Linked DNA regions of Mus musculus: regions 1, 2, 3, 5 and 6 are each linked to region 4. Evidence: chromatin contacts called from public HiChIP or PLAC-seq and promoter capture Hi-C data. All regions are on one chromosome and are shown on one strand. The core of a region is the stretch at or near the end of the contact, and the rest is flanking DNA. Distances in the headings are between cores, read along the strand shown. Region 1 holds the start of Zfp976 (zinc finger protein 976). Region 2 holds the start of Zfp658 (zinc finger protein 658). Region 3 holds the start of Vsig10l (V-set and immunoglobulin domain containing 10 like). Region 4 holds the start of Zfp788 (zinc finger protein 788). Region 5 holds the start of Siglecf (sialic acid binding Ig-like lectin F). Region 6 holds the start of Zfp719 (zinc finger protein 719).

Region 1 (3,528 bases), core at 273-2,772, 1.0 Mb after region 4:
GAGAGGCAGAGAGGCAGAGAGGCAGAGAGGCAGAGAGGCAGAGAGGCAGAGAGGCAGAGAGGCAGAGAGGCAGAGAGGCAGAGAGGCAGAGAGGCAGAGAGGCAGAGAGGCAGAGGCAGGCAGAACTCTCTGAGTTCAAGGCGAGCCTGGTAGATGGAACAAGTCCTAGGACCACAAGCTCATCACCCAGAAAAACCAGTTTTGAAAAACAGACAACCAAAAAACATAGTCAGTATGGCCATGGTACCAAAAGCAATCTACAAAGTCAATGCAATTCCCCTCAAAATTCAAACACAATTTTCTACACACATTGAAGTTGCAAGTCTCAGGCTGGAGAGATAGCTCAGCATTTAAAATTATTGACTGTTCTTCCAGAGGTCCTGAGTTCAAATCCCATTAACCACATAATTGCTTACAACCATCTGTAATGAGATCTGAAGCCTTTTTCTGGTGTGCCTGAAGACAGCTAGAGCGTACTTATATATAACAAATAACTAAATCTCAAAAAAAATAGAAAGTGGAAATCTCTACCTCATATGGAAGAACAAACACTCCCAGGATAGCCCAAAAAATCCCGAACCATAAAAAAACTTCTGGAGGCATCACAATTCGTGATCTCAAGCTGTACTACATAGCAATAGTGATAGAAACCAAATGGTATCAGTACAGACAGGCAGATCAGTGGAATCGAATACCCAGAAATGAACTCATACACCTATGGACACTTCTTAGGCAAAGAAGCCAAAACCATAGAATAGAAAAAGAAAGCACGGTGAACAAATGTTCTGGTCTAACTGGCTGTGTGTATAGAAGAATCACCCTGCACAGGATGGATCAAGGACCTCACATAAAACCAGCTACACTGAATCTAACAGCAGACAAAGTAGGAAATACCCTTGAATGCATTGGTACAGGACACAGAATTTCCTGAGCAGAACACCAATGGCTCAGGCTCTAAGACCAACAGTTAATACATTTCTAGAAAATGAAAAGCTTCTGTAAGGGAAAGGACACTGTCAATAGGACAAAACAGTAGCCTACAAACTGAGAAAAGATGTTCACCAACCCTATAGCCAATAAGGGGTAATATCCAAAAGTTATAAAGAACCAACCAACCAAACAAACAAAATTGTAGAAGATACTGGAGAAACTAGGCATTTCTGTGTTTGCCATCTTGCCAAGAAGGTTTCAACACACAAGCCCATGCTTAAATATTCGCGCAGATGAAGCCCCAGAGCAGAGTTTTTCAGAGCAGCTAAGACCACAAAAGACCTCACAAGTGGCCCTGTATACCTGAGGTTCGCGGTGCGCACCCTGCCCCAGGGAGGACTCACCATACTCGCTCCAGTTGTTCAATCGCCTGCCCCTTCCCATTGGAAGCAGCTGCCATATACTCACCATGTCGCGAGGTCTGAGCTCGTCTGAATTCCCCTCACAGCACCCAGCAGTAGCACACAGAGCAGGACACACAAACCACACCACACTCCTCAGATATAGTTTGGAACCGGCAGCATAGCACCGGGAAGCACCCGCCTCCACTTCTGACTGGCAGGTCAGACTGGAGGCCGTGATTGGCCAGCGAGTCTTGAATGACATAAGCAACTCCCTTAAGGTTAGTGTGTGATGAAGGGACTCAGTTTAATGATTCCTGGCCCACGTTGCTGTTCCAGGGCCGACCGTTTTCCAGATAATAGGGTGAGAGTGCACTGATGGGATAAAGCAAAGGGGTTGTGCTAGGACCCCAGGGGCCCAAATGTTGAGAACGCGACCCCTAGAGACACAGCTTGACAATAGATCGCTGCAATGGCAAGACAGGTTTTTATTCCAATGCGCACAGGGTTGCTCAGCCTCGCAGGGAGAGTAAATCCCAACTGCTTAAACTACAGTTTTTTGTTTTTTTTAACTACTCTTTATTTGTGGGGCATGGAGGGAGGGTTACACAACTTTATCAATGTTGGCCAGCAAAGTAACAGTTATGTTTTTTACTTTTGGTGTCAGCCAGCGATGTCAGAAACTTTGTCAGCAAGGTCGGTTTATCTTAGAATTCAAACTGAGGCCGGGGTCCCAGGGACCGTTTTTATTGTTATAGCAAATTTTTGAGAACAGCTAGTCTTGCTATGGCAGTTGTGGTCATTTTGACCATTAGACAGTCCCCTCAGATGGGGAAGGGGGCAGGCAGTCTTGAGCTTCTTTACACTGGCAGGGAAAGGCTTGTTTATATCAGCAGGGAAAGGGCAAGGAGCAGGGGGAAGGGAAAGGCTTCTGCAAACTGAGAATTCCTCAAGCAGCAGGGGGGAGGGAAAGTCTTGCTTCTGGCTTCCAGCACTCCCCTTCTCCCTCCTGTAATCAAGGCAGATAGCTTGCAGGGCCCATTATTTAACTTGCAGTGTAATAAACAATCCAGTCCATAGGGGAAGGGCACCCAGAATATTGACAATTGAGGAGATTTTTAGGAAACACTAAGATTTTTGTTCTGTGGTTTCATGGTCGGGTCAGGTAAACTGCAGCTATGTTTCACCTGGTAGGCATCAGACTTTACACAGCCCCAGGAGAAAAGCAGGAAAGAGATGAGAAACTCTACACAACACTATTGCTAGCCAGCACATCTTCCTTAGTGCGAAGAGGAAAAAACCCACAGCTGTATTAATAAAGGTATCCTAATGGACAAAACTGATAGAACGGATCTCTCTGTACATGTAGAAAGTGGATTTATTGGAATGGCTTGTAAGCTGTGGTCCAACCAGTCCAACAATGGCTGTCTGCAAATGGACAGATGAAGAATATAGTAGTGGCTCAGTCCATGTGGCTGGATGACACTGCTGGTCTTCAGTCTACATCACAATTAGGAATAAGTAGGCCAGTTTTCCAAAAACTGAGCTTGCTGGTCAGGGTAAGACATGAAGAACAGGAGAAAGAATTACCATCTTCAGTGACCTTTATAAATGTAGTCTGCCACCAGAAGCTGTGGCCTAGATTAAAGATATCTCTTTTCACTTCAAATGATCCAGATTTAAAAAAGAGTTTACAACCTAAAAAGATATAATCATGAAAAATCCTTCACAGTACCGGAACTGTAGCAATTTTAGTTAATTCCATGTATAGCCAATTTGACGACCAAGAATAACCATCACAAGAGGCAAGACAGAAGAGTTAAGACAGATTTCCTTCCATTTGCAGGCAAGGACAACCTGGGAGTCATTTCCAAAGCAATGCTTTTTGTTTAATTTTAAAACTTATTTACTTTTATTCATTAATTGTTTTTTACAGTCCATACTTCATCCTCCTAATAGTCTGCCACGTGACCATTCTTCATACCATACCTTCTACCCCCACCTCGGTTTCCAAGAGGATGTCCCCACCCCACCACCAAGCCCCACCAGGCTTCCTCAATCTCTGTGGCTTCAAGTCATTTCATGATTAGGTACATCTTCTCTCACTGAGGCCCAATGATGCAGTCCTCTGCTGTTGGGAGCCTCATAACAGCTGCCTGGTTGTATGCTGCCTGCTTGGTGGCTCAGTGTCTTGAGA
Region 2 (3,462 bases), core at 795-3,294, 1.9 Mb after region 4:
GATCTTTGGCTTCACAGGAAATTTGAGGCTAACCTGGGGCACATAAGACCCTATTTATAAATAAATAATTGCTTATGCTCTTTCACAGTCATTTCCAGCTCAGCTCCTTCTTTGGGATTTGGGTGACACCTATAATCTCACCATCACGGGACCTCCTCTCTCACATGCAGCTCCAGGAATTTATTATGAACTTCCTTATTTATCCACCCTCACTTCCACTCTTTTCTGGAAAATTCTGTTCTCCACCTCATGCTTAAAACATCTCAGGTCCAATTTAAGGTGTTGTGCCCTGAGTACTGTAGCAACTACTTCCAGGTACCTAATTTACCCTCCTAGACAGTTTGTTTTGTATACATTTCTGTTATTTCTTTTAATATAGCATCTCACTGTGTAGCCCTAGCTGGCCTGGAACTCACTGTATAAACCAGGCTGGTCTGGAACTCACAAAAATCTGCTTACCTCTGCCTTCCAAGTGCTGGGATTAAGGTTGTGTTCCACCATGCCTGACCTACAATGTTTTTCAGGGTATCTGTGGTTCAGCCTCCTGATGCATGGGGTGGTTTTATGGTATGGACAGGGCAACTTCCTCAGCTGCCCATTAGGTCAGTCTCATGGAGCACAAAGAAGGAGAGGCATACAGTTTCAGCTTCTTTTGTGCTTCATCACCTCCACAGGGCAAGTGCTCCATCTTCCTGGTGGACTGACTGTGACTCAGGCTGCAAGACAGATGGGCACTGTACCACATTTACAGCCTAGAGAGGTCATAAGCATAAGGAGAGAGCCTGTGGAAGAGCAAGGTGGTGCCCGGGAGGCAATAAGTGCGTGTGGGTATCAATCATATGCTAAGATGTAGCAGAGAATCGATCAGAAGTTGATATTTGCATATTAACTTTTATGTGGTTTAATATAATTTGGCATGTGGTGATGGGTGGCTGAGACTACTTTTTGGGACCCCCGGAGCTGTATCTTTGGACACAAAACCCTGGTCACAAGAGCACCAGTACTATAATTTGTTCTCAAGACAATCAAAATCATATGTGAAGCTAGGCATGATGGCATATCCCCCCCACCCCCCAGCCCTGGAAAGCAGAAGCAGGGGATCATACCATGTTCAATGCTATACTCTTGTCTACACAGAACTAGAGAACGCTAACCTGAGATACTGCACACAATCGTTCATTTTGTTCAGATATTCGACTTTGGCCTATGGATTTATTCCCTCTACTGTACTGCACGTTTTCGTCATCAATTGATCTCTCACCATTTATCATTATCTCCCTCTCCACCTTCCTCTACACTATTTCTTATATATGCAAAACACACAATAAATAATGAAGAATTAAAATAAAAACACTTGTCATTGACAACAGATTTTCTCCACCTCTGGTCCCCATGAAAAGCCTCAGTGTCACATTTATTTCAGACCTTCATCTTTAAAGATTCCACATGGCTTCAATTCCCATTTCCCAACAAACCTAGTTTTTTTTTTCTTTATATTTATTAATTTATTTTTTATTTACTTCTTAGTTTAGAGGAAAAAAATCTTTTAAGTCCCTGAGAATATACAGAAAAAAAAATGGTATTTTTAGTAATATGCAGCATCCCGGTCTCTTGGAAATAACTGATATACACGTATAGGTAGGAAGTAAAATCCCCTGAAAATATGAGACAGCCTTGGACTTTCACTGTGTCACAGTCCACAAGCTTTGCCTGCTTATGTGCACACTGTGATGGTGGTCCCTGTATCATTGTATTGTGGGAGTGGCCATGACAGCTCCTAAAGGAACAGAAACTACAGGAAGATCCAAGTGAAGTATTGGCAAGTTGTAGCGTCACAAATAGTAGCGCGCATGCGCTTCGCCAGCCTCCACAAGGGGAAAAAAGGGGGTGTGGGAGGGTGGCGAAGAACACTGATTCGCAGTAAACGGAAGTGGTCTCGAGCGGTCATATCCGCTTAAATCTCCGCGCAGATCAGTTCTGTTATTGTTGCCCGCACTCCAGGAGAGTTTGGATTCTAACACTGAGGGCCCGGGGGCGGAAGTCGCAGGGAGGGACACTGCGCGTCCTGTGCAGAGTTCTCTGCATTGTTGTGAGAGGTGAGCGGCAGGGGCGCAGGGAGGATGCTGTGCTGTTGAGCGCTGATTTGTGTTGAGTGACAGCTGACACAGCTACTGGAGGGATGCCCTGGTTGAGCTGGGGTGGGAATCCTATGGGAGTTGGGAGAGCAGGGTTGCTGAGAGAGACAGACAGTGCAGCCAGCTACCGCAAGCCTGGGGCTAGCGTCTCTGAGGGCGATCGCGCTGCTTTCTAGTAGTAGCCTGCGAGAAGAGAACAGGCAGATACAAATGGAAAATGAGATTATTTGTGGTTTGGGCTTAATTTGGGAAAGCCAGCCATTCTCGGTCAGCCTGTGGCTTCTGCCTGCGGAACTAATACTAAGAACACGTGGAACAAAAGCCAGGGGATTTGCATATGCAAAGAGGGCACAGGCATCGGAGCTGCAAGTTGAGCCTTTGTGCAGGTAGCAAGGCTTGTAAAACAGGACCTTTTCGTTCCCAGCATGTAGTCTCCTGTAGAGAGCTAGCGCTGCAAAGCAAACGTTTAAAAGGCAAATCCTAATCCCCGGGCCGTTTTATGTGAGGGCTGGGACATGAGGCGGGTCAATGCTGCCTCTGCTGAGACCATATGGTCACAATAAGAGTCAGTGATTGGCACTTGAGCAGAAGGACCCTGTGTCCTTATTGGAGGTTGTATGTTCCTTGGGTATCACTATTGAGTTTATTGAAGATTCTCTGGAAACTAGTAAATTGTCATCTTGGCTGCCAAAGTAATAACGTTCTGGGGAACTAGGTATGCCCATTTTAACCCCGTGGTTAAATTAATCCTGTGGTCAGTCCACTTATCAGAGGTTACTTAAAGTCCAGAATGACAGTGAATATGTCCTGTGTACCATAAAAACATTGTGGACAAGGGAGAAATGTTTTGTGTCGAGGGCCTGGTGTTTATGTGCAGGGTTTCCAAGTCAGGGAAGGGATTGAGCCATTGAATTTAAGGAAGAGAAACAGGATGTCAATGTGGGCATAGATGAAAACGAAAATGTCTAGACAGGCACAGAGAGCCAGGAGTGGCCATCACCACACCACACTGCACCACATCTCTGCTCTCAGAAGGAGAAAGGGTTCTGGGTGCTGGGCACACAGAGACCGCCCGAGATCATGGGCACTGGGTGTGGTTTAGAGTAGGGAAGGAACGGGACTGGTCCTGCTCTTCCTCTTAGGGTGTGTTCTGGAACAGCCCATAAGCTTAGTTGTCATTTCTGAGAGAGAAATGGTTGTATCAATGCTGGTGGCATGCTTAAAAGAGCTCTCGTGAGAGCTGGGCACAATGGCGCACACCTTTAGTCCCAGCACTCAGGAAGCAGAGAGCCGCAGGCCAGCTACAGCAACACAGTGAGGCCATGTC
Region 3 (3,589 bases), core at 659-3,158, 1.8 Mb after region 4:
ACACAACAGGACTGATAAGCTCACAAGAGACTGTGAATAGTAGGCACAAGAACTGTCCCAGCTCAAGCCAGATGACAGCCCAGCATGGACAATAGGAAATGGACAACAAAATCCCACCCCTAGTCAAGAAGCTATTTGAAACTGATAACTACTCAGAAAAGGAAAATCCGTTTTCTTCAATGGAGCAACACTAGGTATATCAACCACATACCTCAGGGCAGGCCCCATGGCCAAGTGTGGTCAACCAATACAAAATGGACTCTGTGCTTTATTTTATTTTACTTCATTTTATCTTAGAGAAAGAACATGAAGACAGGTGAGTAGGGGGTTGGGAAAGATCTAGAAGGAGTTAGGGGACAAGAAAAGATATGATCAAAACATGTTAAATTCTCAAAGAATAAACTAAAATAGTATTATTATTCATTTACTTCTATTTTCTTAGAGTCTCCATGCTGTCCTGGTTGTCCTGGAACTCCCTATGTAGACCAGGATAGCCTTGAACTCAGAGATCCTCCTGCCTCTGCCTCCCAAGTGCTGGGGTTAAAGGTGTGTGCCACTATGCCCAGCAAAACATTATTTTCCTCAAAAGGTTTTCTGACATAGCACTTCTGAGCTATATATGATAATATATGGAGCATGCTCAATGCCTTCTGACCATGCCTTCCACCAGCACGGAAAGCACTAGGTCTCAGAGGTTCAGAGCTGAGCAGAGGCCTAAAGCCTACCTAGCAAGGGGTGATAAGAAAACGTTCTGACGGACTGAAGCAATCTGACCAGCCTTAACCTAAGTCCAGCCTCTCTTGCTGGCTCTGCAACCTCTCATGGGAAATTTGGCTTTTCTGCATCCTCATTGGTCTGTGAAGTGAGGATCAAACATTCTGCTCAGAGGACACTGAGAAAAAAGAAATCAGCCTGATAATAATGTGCTGGTAGGATTTAGCATAGTTCCTGGCTGAGCTGAAGTTGTCATTATTATGGCTGTTAATGAGGTGAGACCTGAAGGACCAGTTGTGAGGTGGCCAGATTGGAGAGGGAAAACGCATTCCAGGTAAAGAGAAGAATGCTGGCAAGGGCTGGGAGGTTAGATGGCATCAGAAGAGCGGCATGTTCAGGAGGGTAAGACATAGTGCAGAGAAGTGGGTGAGGCCAGTAAGGATGTCTGCAGAGGATGCTGTGAAGCCAAGCAAGGCTGGGATATGGAGGGAGGGATCTGCTGGCCAGGGAGGGGACTTACAGAGTAGGAGGTTACAGAAAGTGTGTGTGGGGGGGAAGGGGGTTGCAGATGAAAAGGGTAAGGTCTGAGCAGTGGGTACAAGAGGAGAAAATGGGAAGAGATCTAGGTAGTATTCAGAGATTGGTAGCAGTGCTGGGTAGGGGGGACAGTGGGAAGCCTCCGCAGGCTTTGCATAGGTGATCCTGAAAGTATGGGTCAGAGGGAGATGCTGAGTTCATCAGGTATTGAACAATGGAAACTGATTTCTAAGTATCAGGGTAGATGGCTTTGATAGAGACAGCAACTGGAGACTTGGTTCCGAGGATCATAAGGAGTCACAGAAGGATCTGGAGAAGAGGGCAGGGTCAGAGAAAAGACTGCAGGTCAGACAGTAGACAGCAGAAGGCTGGGAAGCAAGACACCTGGGCCAGGTGGGGACACAGGAGGGGCTCTGACTTCACAGACACGCCTGAAGGAAGTCTTCCTGCGTGGTCCCCACAGGCTTGCTGCTTGGTCCCAGCTGGGAGTTCACCTTGCCCTGGGGGTGAGGAGTGGAGGTTCAGCCTGGGCTTCTCCATACAACCTCTGATGAAGACAAGAAGGGTGGAGCGGGCCACTCAGCCACCATATCATGCCAGGGGACCCTGGCACCTCCCACATTTGTCTCCTTTCTCCACCCAGGAAGCTAAGCAACCATTCCTGCTGGACTTGTCAGACCTGGGACAATGCAAGCTGTGGATCTCTGTGTAGTGTCCTCTCTGGAGTGTGACCATCACCATGGGCCTCTCGTGGGCTCTGCTGCCCTTCCTACTCCTGGGTAAGTTCCCTGTGCCCCTCTCCTCCCCAGCAGCCCACTCCCTGGCAGTCTCTCTCAATGCTCTCCCCTCCCTCCTCTCCTCTGCAGCCTTCAGAGCTGAGCTCCTTGCCCTCCAGCCAGCTTTGGGCTCTCAGCCACCCTCTGCCTCCTCCTCACACTCCATGGGCTCCTCTCGGGACTTTGTTTCAAACGTCTCCTCCAGCCAGCACCCCCAGCCGCCAGGTTCAGAAGCCTCTGCTGGAATCCCTGATTCCAACCGGTTTCCTCAGGGGCTGAATTCAAGCCATGTGCCTGGATTATTCAGGACCAATGTTTCCGCTGAGGAACAGTATCTCAGCCCTGATGTCACCTCCTCTGAAACCCCTCCTTCCAGAGTGTCTCTTGATGGTTTAGATTCTCAAGATCCTGACAAAGACTCTGGGCTTCCCTTCCTCGTCAAGACTCCAGCTTCACAAATATCAGTTCAAACTCCAGACACCAAAGTACCTACCAAGGCCTCAGGTTCAAAGCTATCCCTGGAGCATCACAACCTTGAACCTGGATCCAAAATTTCTTCAGAGATTTACCAAGCTGCAAGCTTTCCTCAGCAAGTGGGGGGACCCCTGGCTGTGCTAGTGGGAACCACCATCAGGCTCCCCTTGACCCCGGTCCCCAGCTCCAGTCCCCCTGCTCCTCTGGTGGTCTGGCGCCGGGGTTCCAAGGTATTGGCAGCTGGGGGTCTGGGGTCACAGGCTCCACTAATTAGTCTGGACCCCATGCATCAAGCCCGCCTGAGATTTGACCAGATTCGAGGGGGTCTGGAACTCACCTCTGCCCGGCTGGATGATGCAGGGGTGTACACAGTTGAGGTCATCAGGGGAGGAGTCTCCCAGCAGATTCGAGAGTTTGTGGTGGGTGTATTTGGTAAGTGGGGTCCGAGGTCCAGAGTGCAGGCTGCCGAGTGCCTGCTCTCCTCGCAGACCTCTGGACAAGTCTGTGCTGTGTGAATATGCTTCCTTCCTAGAAGAAAGAGCCTGTGGGTGGGGATAAGAGCAAAGGCAGGGACCAGAGCTCACCTTGTCTGAAGGAGGAGGTCTAAGCTGGACTCTTAGGTCTGAGAGAGGCCTGGACCTCACTTAGGTGTGACGGGGGAGGGCTAGGGCCTGAATCCGTGGGACCGAGGGAATTAAGACTGGGGTTTGGACTCAGGTCTGAAGGAGGAGGATTGAAGTCTGAACCCCTGGGTTTGAGGGAAGAGGGGGTGGGTCTTGACCTCAGAGTCTGAAGGAGGGCTGGAGTCTGGAGTCCTCAGACTGATGGAATAAGATTGGGGTTTGGACACCTAAGTTTGCGGGCTGAGGTATGCACCTCTGGGTCCAAGGGAGGAGGGCTGGGGTCTATATCCCTGGATCAGAGGAAGAAGGACTGAGAGCTCTGATTCTGGGTGCAGTGAGAGGAGAGAGGAAGGACTGAAGAGGCAGAGACTTATGGCCCAGGGAGGGAGTTCTGGTGTATGGGCTCTCCAACTCATCAAAGACTGTTCTGGATCTCCAGAGCCCTTGCCCCAGTTGTCAGTACAG
Region 4 (3,281 bases), core at 178-2,677:
AAGAACAGAAGAAAAGAGAAAGAGGGGAAGAGGCTGGCTGGGGACATTAGAGGGAGGGAGGGAGGGAGGGAGGGAGGGAGGGAGGGAGAGAGAGAGAGAGAGAGAGAGAGAGAGAGAGAGAGAGAGAGAGAGAGAGAGAGAGAGAGAGCGCGAGCTTTTTTATCAAGCCAGGCTCTTACCTGGCTGTTGCTAGGTAACTGGTGGGCGGATCATCAAGGAAGTGACCATTACTGATGAATGTTTGCACCCACAAACATAGACAAAAATCTTTGAATTTGTCCCAGCATTACAATAATAAAAAAGGTGTACTAACACTTGGGAAAGAACAGAGTAACAAAACAGTATAATCAGAAACTTAAACACAAAGAAACTAGCTGCCTTATGGTCCAACTCTAAAACTCCACCTATTCCAGTCAGAGTAGTTGCCCATGCCTTCATTCAACAATCAGAACGCGTAGACAGACAGATCTATTGAGTTCTAGGCCAGCTTGGTCTACATGCCAAGTTCTAGCTAGTGAAAGTTACTTAATGAGACTCGGTCTTTTTTTTTTTTTTTTTTTTTTTTTTTAATACGCAATAAGAACCGCTAAAATCATCACTGCTGCAGGGCCCGCACAGCATCAGAGTCCTCAATGGAAGCTTCTGGCCCGTCCAGACAGATCTGCCCAGGGGCCACTAGGAGGGGTCAATCTCAGGTTTCTGAAAACTACTGGACGCTGGCTGTCCCACTGTCACCCGCCCCTATCCCGGGAAAGATGACCACAGCCAACTCGGTCGTTTGCCCTACTCCATCAGGGATCAGTAAGCTGCTACTCGCTTACATAAGCTTCACCACGGCGGGGTTCTGCGCTGTCCTCATGGCTCCGCACAGCGGGCCCACAGTGCACTGCACTCCTGTCCATTGCGTACCTCTCCCTCAGAGGCAAAGCAGAACACTGAGCACCGCCTGCAGGGAAGACCCGCCTCCTATCCGTGCTTTCTGAGGGAACTGCATGTCCCGATGCTTTGATTGGCTAAAGAGGCGTGAGTGACAGACGTTCCCTTTGATGGAAAGGAGAGCTAAAGGCGTAGGGAGAGCCACACTCCTTCCCAGTTGTGTGTTCGCTAAAGGGTGCAGACCTGTTCCAGATCCAGGGAGATTTGCATTTAAGCAGAATTGTGTAGTGGGCAGTGCACATGAGCGACCCTGTGCTCTGAAGCAAGGAGTGCCAACTAAGTGCAAGAAGACAGCCGAGCCAGTTCTGGGAGGAAGAAACAGGTTCTGTGTAAATGTAGATCTCACTGGAGCTCATTCAGGTCCGCACATAGGGCCGAAGGCAGGGCTGGGAGTGACTAGCAGTACTGGTCCCTTCAGTCATGTGCAGCTTAAGGATGCTATCACTCAAACATTGCTAGCCAATCAGAGCTTCCAAGTAGGCAGTCCAATCGAGTGCCAGCGGGAGGCGGGATTTCTTGGCCGCCATGCCACCTTCCAAGCTCTAAGACTGAGGTAGTCGCGTTGGAGACGTTGCTCTGTACGAAGTGCACCGCTGTGACAAATTATGAGGCAAATTATGTGAAGAGAGCGGGTGAGCCTGCAAGCCGCGCTATGGTGAGCAAGGGACCCTTGTCCCCAGATGGGGTGGATCCGATGTGGTGCATCCTCACCGGGGTTGGGGCGGGCCTTTTGGTACTGGCATCAGGATTCCCCCTCCCCGTGGGTTTAGAGTTACTCCCCACCCCCACGCCCTTGCGGGCCTTGGGGGGGGGGGGGGACGACTTGATGAGCTCTGTCCAGCAAGAGGAGTGCCTCGATGTTGGTGACGTCAGTTCCCTGTATGTGAGCACTGGTAGTGTTGTTGGCGTTTCACCACACTGCTAACCTTAAGACCCTCTAGGTTTTCTGTGTTATGTTCTTGATGTTCTGAATGCATGGTGCAGGCTGTATTTAGATTTAGGTTCCCCCCCCCCGGGGTGGGTGGGTGGGAGGGTATAGGGGGGCTTTCGGGATAGCATTTAAAATGTAAATGGAGAAAATATCTAATAAAAAAAAAGGAAAAAAAAAAGAAAAAACGTATTCATTTTTTTTTCCTTTTACAATCTTTTGGGAGAGCACTCCCCATGTTTTAAATCCATATTTATTTATTGCGGGCTGGCAAGTGTGCCAGTGTGCCTGTGGAAGTCAGAGGATAGTTCCTGAGAATAGGTTTCCCACTGTGCTGGCCCCAGGGTTTGAATTCAGGGCAGCAGGCTTGGAGATAGTTACCTTTACTGGGCCTTTCCAGGCCCTCTCCTATTTTAACTTTTTTGAAGGTTTATTTTTATTTTATGTGTATGAGTATGTGCTTGCATGTGTGTATATACCAAATGCATGTGCAGGCCAGAACTGGATTTGGATCTCCAAGAACAGTTTTAGATGCTTTTCAGATGCCACGTGTGTGCTAGAAATTAAACTTGGGTTCTCTTTAAGAGCAACGAGTGGTTTAAACCACTAAGCCGTCTCTTCAGAACCCTAATTATTAGTTTAAGGATTATTTATGTTTTGTATATGTATGTGTCTCTCAGTATAAATGCTACATGTGTGTGATTCCCCACAGAGGCCTGAAGAGGATGTCGGAGGCCTTGAAGGTAATGAATGTTAAATGCTGTCATCAGCCACTGAAGTGAGTGCTGGGAACCAAACTCAGGTTTTCCAAAATAGCACACTCAACTGCTGAGTCATCTCTCCAGCCCTCCGTGTACTTCAGGGGACACTGAGAGACAAGTGTAAAGGTCTCTGGAGAGAGGTGTCCTTCATATCCTCGTCTGTCTGAATCCGTAAGCCCTAGTACTGAGCTTTTCTGTCCTACACAGTTTTCTCTAGGTGGGGCTGAATGGAACTACAGGAAAGTCTGAGATCCTAGCTTGAGTCCCCAAAACCCTCTGTGGCAGTTCCTCTTAACTTCTCTAATGCCAGCCTTTAATACAGTTCCTCATGTTCTTGTGACTCACGACCATAAAATTATTTTTTCATTAATTCATTAATTCATTCATTAAATTTACATTCTGATCAAAACCTCCCTCCCCCTCTCCACCCAATTCCATCTTTACAAATCCCTCCCCACGTTGCCTCCTCTCTTCCTGGGGCATCCAGTCCCAGCAGAACTAAGCACGTCCTTTCCCACTGAGGCCCAACCAGGCAGTTCAGTTAGGGGAAGGAGATCCAGGGGCAGGCAACTAAGTAAAAGACAGCCCCCACTCTAACTGCTAGGGAACTCAGATCAAGACCAAGCTGCTCATCTGCTCCAAATGTGTAGGGGATA
Region 5 (3,177 bases), core at 171-2,670, 1.7 Mb after region 4:
CCCTTGTGGGTGGTGCCATTTCTGGGCTGGTAGTCTTGATTCTATAAGAGAGCAGGCTGAGCAAGCCAGGGGAAGCAAGCCAGTAAGGAACATCCCTCCATGGCCTACTCATCAGCTCCTGCTTTCTGACCTGCTTGAGTTCCAGCCCTGACTTCCTTGGTGATGAACAGCAGTATGGAAGTGTATGCCAAATAAACTCTTTCCTTCCCAACTTGCTTCTTGGGCATGATGTTTGTGCGGGAATAGAAACCCTGACTAAGACAGGGAGTCTTCGCCCCATGTCTTCCTGTGGATGCCCTGTGTAAGTCTGTGTCTCTGGTGGTTAACCTCTATTGGAAACTTGAGGTCCAGACTCGCCTGGGACATGGGCCCTCAGCATGCCTTGGGTGATTATCATGATTAGATTAACTGAAGTGAGGAAACCCACCCACTTCTGGTTTCATAGGTTAGGATCCTAGACTATACAGTGACCTGAGAATAGTCCGTCACTTCTCACTCTGCTTCCTGACTGAAGGTGAAGTATGGCCAACCACTGTACACTCCTGTAGCCATGCCTTCACCATCACAATGGATTGCAACCTCCAACTCTGAGCCAACAGAAACTATTTTTGTTTTTAAGTTGCTTTTATCTGGATATTCTATAACAGCAACAGAAAAGTTATTTAGGCAATTAGAGTTCCAGTCTCCTCCTCTTCTTTATACATTAAACAACTATTGAATTTTGAATTCCCCCCCCCCCTCTCTCTCTGCCCACCACGGTTTGAGTGTGCCACCAAGCAGTAGTAGGGGGTCAAAGGGCAACTTTTGAGAGTTAGTTCATTCTTTCCACAATGTGAGTGGCTGGCCAATGTCTTTACCTGCTGAGCCATGTCCCTGATCATCAACCTTTTCCTTTTTTAAAAAAATTATTTATTCATTCATTTTACATCCCAATATCAGCCCCGCTCTCCTCCCAGTACCCACTGTACCCACTCACACAGACTCTTCCCCCATCCTCCCTTCTCCTCTGAGAAAGGAGAGACCTCTGGGTATCATACCACACCCCTACCACCACTATCCTCCGCCCCCCAGCACCTCACACACACACAGTGCATCAAGTCACTGCAGGACTGGGTGCATCCTCTTCCACTGAGGCCAGACTAGGAGGCCCAGTTATGAAAATGGATCCACACGCAGGCAACAGACTCAGGGAGGGTTCCAGTTGTTGGGGAACCCACATGAAGATCAAGCTGCAGATCTGCTACATATGGGGTAGGGGACCTAGGTCCAGTCTGTGTTCCCTCTGTGCATTAACCTCTTTCTTAATACAAACAAATGAGAAACAAATGCTACAGTTCAGGAGTGGAGGGTGGGTCTTCCTCATCGACTTTGCCTCCCATGATGATACACATGAAAAGTGGAAGTGTTTACTTTCCAGGGCCTTGATAGTGCTGATAACCTGTGGGTGGAAAGTTCCCTCTCTGTGGTCAGTCACTCTGTCTCTCTTCATTCCTGGACTAGGTTAGTAGGACGACTTCTCAGTCCTGTGACATTGAAGCCTGTGACCCTCACCCCAGGGATCCACTTCAAACTGATCAAGTTTTCTTTCTCTGGCCACCCACAGGAACCTAGAGCCTTTCACTGTGTGATGCGGTGGGCATGGCTGCTGCCCCTGCTGTGGGCAGGTGAGTGGGAACAGGGACCGGGCTAGTGGGACAGGACCAAGATAACCCTCATTTCTTTGCAGGGTGCCTGGCTACGGACGGTTATTCGCTCTCAGTGACTGGTTCAGTGACAGTGCAGGAGGGCCTGTGCGTCTTTGTAGCCTGCCAAGTCCAGTACCCCAATTCCAAAGGTCCTGTCTTTGGCTACTGGTTCCGGGAGGGGGCCAATATATTCAGCGGCTCTCCAGTGGCTACAAATGACCCACAGCGATCAGTACTGAAGGAAGCTCAAGGTCGATTCTATCTCATGGGGAAGGAAAATAGTCATAATTGCTCCCTGGACATCAGAGATGCACAGAAAATCGACACAGGGACGTACTTCTTCAGATTGGATGGTTCTGTGAAATACAGTTTTCAGAAGTCAATGCTCTCTGTGCTTGTGATAGGTAAGTGAAGAGGGGATATGTGGAGGTCCTTGTTCTAAAAGCCTTTGGGTGCCCTGGAGACCGCATAATGAGGTTGGTTGGGAGAGAAGCCTGGCTTGAAATAGGGTCATACATAGTGATCCCCAGCACATCTTGTGTCTCTATTTCTCTCTGTCCAGCTCTGACTGAGGTCCCTAACATCCAAGTCACATCTACCCTGGTGTCTGGCAATTCTACCAAACTGCTCTGTTCTGTGCCCTGGGCCTGTGAGCAGGGGACACCCCCCATCTTTTCCTGGATGTCATCTGCCCTCACTTCCCTGGGCCACAGGACCACCCTCTCCTCAGAGCTGAACCTCACACCCAGGCCTCAGGACAATGGCACCAACCTCACCTGCCAGGTGAACTTACCTGGCACTGGTGTTACTGTGGAGAGGACTCAACAGCTCAGTGTCATCTGTGAGTGTCCAGACCTGGGTCTCTGGGGAGGGGAGATTAGGGGTGTGGGATGGAGGGGTTAGAACTGGGTGATGGTTCCTGAATGCTAAGACTGTGGGAGGAGAAAAGACCAATGGGGTGGAATACCTGCAGCCATCTTTCCTCTGAAAGCAAACAACCATATGTGTCTATGCAGATGCTCCACAGAAGATGACCATCAGGGTGTCCTGGGGAGATGACACAGGTAGAGTCAAATTTCTCCTCCCTGGGATGGGTACAGGGACTGCCTCTGCAGGAGATGAGCAGGTATTCTGGACCTCAGGCAGGAGGAAGCTCAGGATTCCCCCACCCCTTACTCATATACTGCAGTCTCCCCATTATATCAGTTATCAGGGTTCCAATATATGGATTGTAGTGAAATATAATTCTGCCGATATAAAAATTTAATAATAATAGTTCTTGATATCTAATGACTCCTGTCTTGGTTGACCATACACAGATATCCTTGCATGCACATTTAAACACCCATATACATGCACACACATACACATACACACACACACACACACACACACACACACACACACACACACATACACACACACACATCTTCTTCACACACCACTTTGCAATTTTATCATTTTTAGTTCATTCTTTAATTTTTACTTATTT
Region 6 (3,289 bases), core at 245-2,744, 1.9 Mb after region 4:
CAGCCAAGGCTACATACCCTGTCTCGAAACAAAACAAAACAAAACAAAACAAAACAAAACAAAACAAAACAAAAAGAAATTCCGGAAGAACACGTTGGTGCCTAACTTATCATAATTTTGCTCTGTGGTGATGGATGGCTGAGTCCACTCTTTTGGGACTCCTGAGGTGTATCTTTGATGATGAAACTGTTTCCTAAATCATTATTCCTGTAGTCTGTTCTCAGTGGGAAGCTCTAGACTATGTGTGAACTGGGCATGATTGCACATTGTTGTAATCCTAGAACTTCCCTGGTATAGACAAGATCAGAGTAACTTCAAGGCCAGCCTGGTCTACATAGTTCCAGACCAGTGGTTCTCAACCTTTCTAATATTTTTCATTGCTACTTCATAACTGTAATTTTGCTACTGTTATGAATCATGATGTAAATATTTTTGGAGATAGAGGTTTGTCAAAGGGGTCATAACCCACAGGTTGAGAACCACTGTTCTAGACTGTCCAGGGCTAGAATGTGTTTAATATGGAGATAACTCACACAATTTTATACTTTATTCTTATAATGTACATTAGGTCTACTAATTTATTCACTACAGTGCTAGGTGTTTTTCCCATTTGACTAGTGTCCCTGTTTATCATTATTTCCACTGCCCACCTAGTTCTACATTATTTCTATTATGCGATTTAGAAGACATTTTACTTCTAAGTAAGAACAGGTTTCTATCCTCTGGGAACCGTGAGATGCCTCAGTATGACGTAAATGATGGCTTATCTCAGTTTCTCACCGTTGGTGTTCCATATGACTTACCTCCTGTTTCCTAATAACCCCACATAGTTTTCAATTTTTGAAAAATTAGAAAAGGCCAGTGTGGTGATACACATCTTTAATCCCAGCACTCGGGAAACAGAGGCCATGAGATGTCTGAGAGTCCAAGGCCAGAATGACCTTCATGTCCGGTTCCAAGCCAGTCAGACCAATATAGTGAGGTCATCTCAAAAATAAGAACTTCTTTCAATTCTGGTGAAAATCAAGAGAAAGTTGAAGAAAAAGAGAAACAGATTAAAAGCACTTGTTGCTCTTGCAGCTGTCCTGGATGCTATAAACTCAACATGCAGGCAAAAATACATAAAGTAAATCTAATAAAATACAGGGGAAAAAAAGGTACATTTAGGAAGATGTAATGTTACAGTGTCTTAGAATTATATACACATACAAGACGTTAATAAATCCCCTAAGCATGTGAGACAGCCTTGGACTTTCACCTATCACATTCTTGTCGGCTGTATGGAACCGTTGCGCTTTGATGCTTGCCTCTGTGTCACGGGAGTGTGGGTTCAGCCATGGCACTTTCTAGGAAGAAGTTAAAAAAAAAAAAAAAAAAATCAGAAACCACCAGATGAGCCATAATAAGTACTGGCAAGACAGACTTCCGCCAGTGGTGGTGCGCATGCGCGCCACCCAGGGCTACGTGGTAGTGAACTGAGGGAACCCTTATTCAAATCGGAAGTGGCCTAGAGTGATCACATCCGCTCAGATCTTAAAGTAGTTCGCCTCTCCTGTCGTTGCCAGGGTAGCGTGGGTGTTTGGAATCCGAACCCATGGAATTGTGGGTGTCTGTGGGCGGAAGTCTCGCAGTCCTGGCGTGCCGTGTGCAGAGCTTCTCTAAGGTGTAATGTGAGGTGAGTGGATGTGGAGCAGAGGACGCTGTGCTGCTGAGCGCCGGTTTGTGCTGAGTGATGGTTGAATCGGCCCCAGGGGGGGATGAGGTGGATAAAGTGGGGGTCGTTCGGTTCTCTTTCATTCTGTTCCTGCGGGTTTTCCGCGTCTGTATTTTGTCACTTCCCAGTATGCTGTCCTGTGGGATTTCCCACCGTCGTCCGTGAAAATTACCATGTGAGGGCATTCGGGGCAGGACTCAGTGAGTGGGCGCTGCAGCATCCGGGAGCTTCAGGGCGAGGACCTTGAGATGGCTTGTGATCCGCTCAGTCTGTGATTGGCTTAGGAGTCAGGCGATGGAGCTTGAGGCCAGTGTAGGGTGCTTTGTGAGGGCGACCGCGTCGCTTTCTGGGCTGTTTGAGTAGCTGGTAACTGGAGCCCTGGCTCCTGGTCAAACACTGGCCTTCGAGAGGAGATAAACTCCAAAGAGTAAGAGAAAACGGGGAAATGAATTTATTTACGTTTGGTCCAAACTGGAGACCCAGTGCCCTCCATCTCTGTCAGCCTAAGCAGTATTAGCAATAGAAGGCACTGCCTAGAAGCCAGGAGATGTGTTTAGGTATATTTAATGTGGTCACAGTTATCTAAGCGGGGACATAGCCTTGGGGCTGCCCTTAGGTGTTCTGGATATTTCCTTTCCCCCGTATGCAACTGAAGACAGAAGAAAGATTTAAGAAAAAACTAGTCATTTCAGTTACAATTGAAAGTTTACATAAATACTGCAGTCCTTTGCTGATGTGAGGTCTGATCGGAGGTTTGACTTGTGCCTGGGATCTGTGAATTTGGCAAGGATTGGTAATTGGCAGTTACGCAGAAAGGTGCTGCTGTAAAAAGATTGTAAGGCAGAAGCCTGGGTTCCTGCATCCAAACAGGCAAGGGCCAGCCTCATCCAGTCTGCCTACTGAAGAGACCAGTGAGGAGGAAAGGCAGGAGAGTGGAGATGTGGGTCAGCAGTGTTGGGTTCCCAGCACCCACACCACATGGTGCCTTGGAACTGCCTGGTGGGACGATTCCAGGGGATCCGTGTTCCCTTCTGGCCTCCCAGCTAATGGTGCACAGACAAAGACAGACAAAACACCCACACACGTTTCATTTTTAAATGTTTGAATAGTAAGAATAAATCTTTAAAAAAAAATTTTTTTTTCCGTTAATGTTGGGCGAGCTGCCTTCTCCAATTATTCCCCACCTCCTAAAGAAATGTTAAGGAAAAAAAGAAAAGCAGAGGTTGAGACTCCATACAGTGGTAACGTTGAGCAGGCGGAGAGGTAAAGTGACCTAGTGGCCCCATGTCTGTCTCTAGTGCACAGATTTGAGGTTAAGTTTAGAAATCAAGCTTTATGTATTAAAGTAGTGCTGCAGGTTGTGGTGGCACATGACTGTCCTGTAATCTTAGCACTCTGCACTCGGAGGCTGGAGGATGTCTACATTATGGAGGCCAGGCTGGGCATGAAGTAGGTTAGCGTTTAAGTCAGAGCTGAAGTGCTAAAGACATACATAATGCTTTTTAGTAAAAGCAGCCGTGTGTGTGTGTGTGTGTGTGTGTGTGTGTGTGTGTGTGTGTTTCATCTTTTAAAATT

What was found. Promoter capture Hi-C pulls out the DNA fragments that hold promoters and counts their contacts. HiChIP or PLAC-seq counts read pairs in DNA pulled down with a chosen protein or histone mark.
Region 1: a contact with region 4 is called in an H3K4me3 HiChIP or PLAC-seq map of stem cell-derived neural progenitor cells, with 6 times the contacts expected there. The contact joins the promoter of Zfp976 here to the promoter of Zfp788 in region 4. A contact is called at or near these places in 2 of 39 promoter capture datasets (embryonic stem cells and hippocampal neurons) and 3 of 115 datasets of contacts at active chromatin or transcription factors (astrocytes, extraembryonic endoderm stem cells and stem cell-derived neural progenitor cells).
Region 2: a contact with region 4 is called in a promoter capture Hi-C map of pre-B cells, with 5 times the contacts expected there. The contact joins the promoter of Zfp658 here to the promoter of Zfp788 in region 4. A contact is called at or near these places in 6 of 39 promoter capture datasets (the C10 cell line, cranial neural crest, frontonasal cranial neural crest and 3 more), 2 of 484 Hi-C or Micro-C datasets (nephron progenitors and rod photoreceptor), 2 of 115 datasets of contacts at active chromatin or transcription factors (extraembryonic endoderm stem cells and thymic regulatory T cells) and 1 of 9 other capture datasets (adipose tissue).
Region 3: a contact with region 4 is called in a promoter capture Hi-C map of pre-B cells, with 3 times the contacts expected there. The contact joins the promoter of Vsig10l here to the promoter of Zfp788 in region 4. A contact is called at or near these places in 1 of 39 promoter capture datasets (pre-B cells) and 1 of 115 datasets of contacts at active chromatin or transcription factors (extraembryonic endoderm stem cells).
Region 5: an H3K4me3 HiChIP or PLAC-seq map of pro-B cells shows a contact between it and region 4, with 8 times the contacts expected there. The contact joins the promoter of Siglecf here to the promoter of Zfp788 in region 4. A contact is called at or near these places in 1 of 39 promoter capture datasets (the C10 cell line) and 1 of 115 datasets of contacts at active chromatin or transcription factors (pro-B cells).
Region 6: a contact with region 4 is called in a promoter capture Hi-C map of hippocampal neurons, with 4 times the contacts expected there. The contact joins the promoter of Zfp719 here to the promoter of Zfp788 in region 4. A contact is called at or near these places in 6 of 39 promoter capture datasets (the 3T3-L1 cell line, cranial neural crest, frontonasal cranial neural crest and 3 more), 2 of 484 Hi-C or Micro-C datasets (nephron progenitors and rod photoreceptor) and 3 of 115 datasets of contacts at active chromatin or transcription factors (astrocytes, regulatory T cell precursor and thymic regulatory T cells).

Annotation. Positions count from the first base shown.
Region 1 is chr7:42,641,082-42,644,609 of GRCm38.p6, forward strand. It overlaps Zfp976 (zinc finger protein 976), which reads right to left and starts at 1,523. Exons shown (of 4, transcript NM_001242388.1): 1 at 1,399-1,523. The coding sequence starts at 1,401.
Region 2 is chr7:43,560,326-43,563,787 of GRCm38.p6, forward strand. Zfp658 (zinc finger protein 658) reads left to right here and starts at 2,045. Exons shown (of 5, transcript NM_001008549.2): 1 at 2,045-2,096.
Region 3 is chr7:43,461,243-43,464,831 of GRCm38.p6, forward strand. It overlaps Vsig10l (V-set and immunoglobulin domain containing 10 like), which reads left to right and starts at 1,909. Exons shown (of 10, transcript NM_001368881.1): 1 at 1,909-2,030; 2 at 2,118-2,933; 3 at 3,564-3,589. The coding sequence starts at 1,991. Gm39000 (a long non-coding RNA gene) reads right to left here. Exons shown (of 3, transcript XR_003946763.1): 2 at 2,839-3,589; 3 at 258-1,798.
Region 4 is chr7:41,632,104-41,635,384 of GRCm38.p6, forward strand. Zfp788 (zinc finger protein 788) reads left to right here and starts at 1,428. Exons shown (of 6, transcript NM_023363.3): 1 at 1,428-1,591; 2 at 2,577-2,607. It overlaps Gm51480 (a long non-coding RNA gene), which reads right to left and starts at 910. Exons shown (of 3, transcript XR_003946761.1): 1 at 822-910.
Region 5 is chr7:43,349,921-43,353,097 of GRCm38.p6, forward strand. Siglecf (sialic acid binding Ig-like lectin F) reads left to right here and starts at 1,421. Exons shown (of 10, transcript NM_145581.2): 1 at 1,421-1,500; 2 at 1,604-1,664; 3 at 1,727-2,089; 4 at 2,248-2,526; 5 at 2,702-2,749. The coding sequence starts at 1,628.
Region 6 is chr7:43,578,092-43,581,380 of GRCm38.p6, forward strand. Zfp719 (zinc finger protein 719) reads left to right here and starts at 1,495. Exons shown (of 4, transcript NM_172482.1): 1 at 1,495-1,675.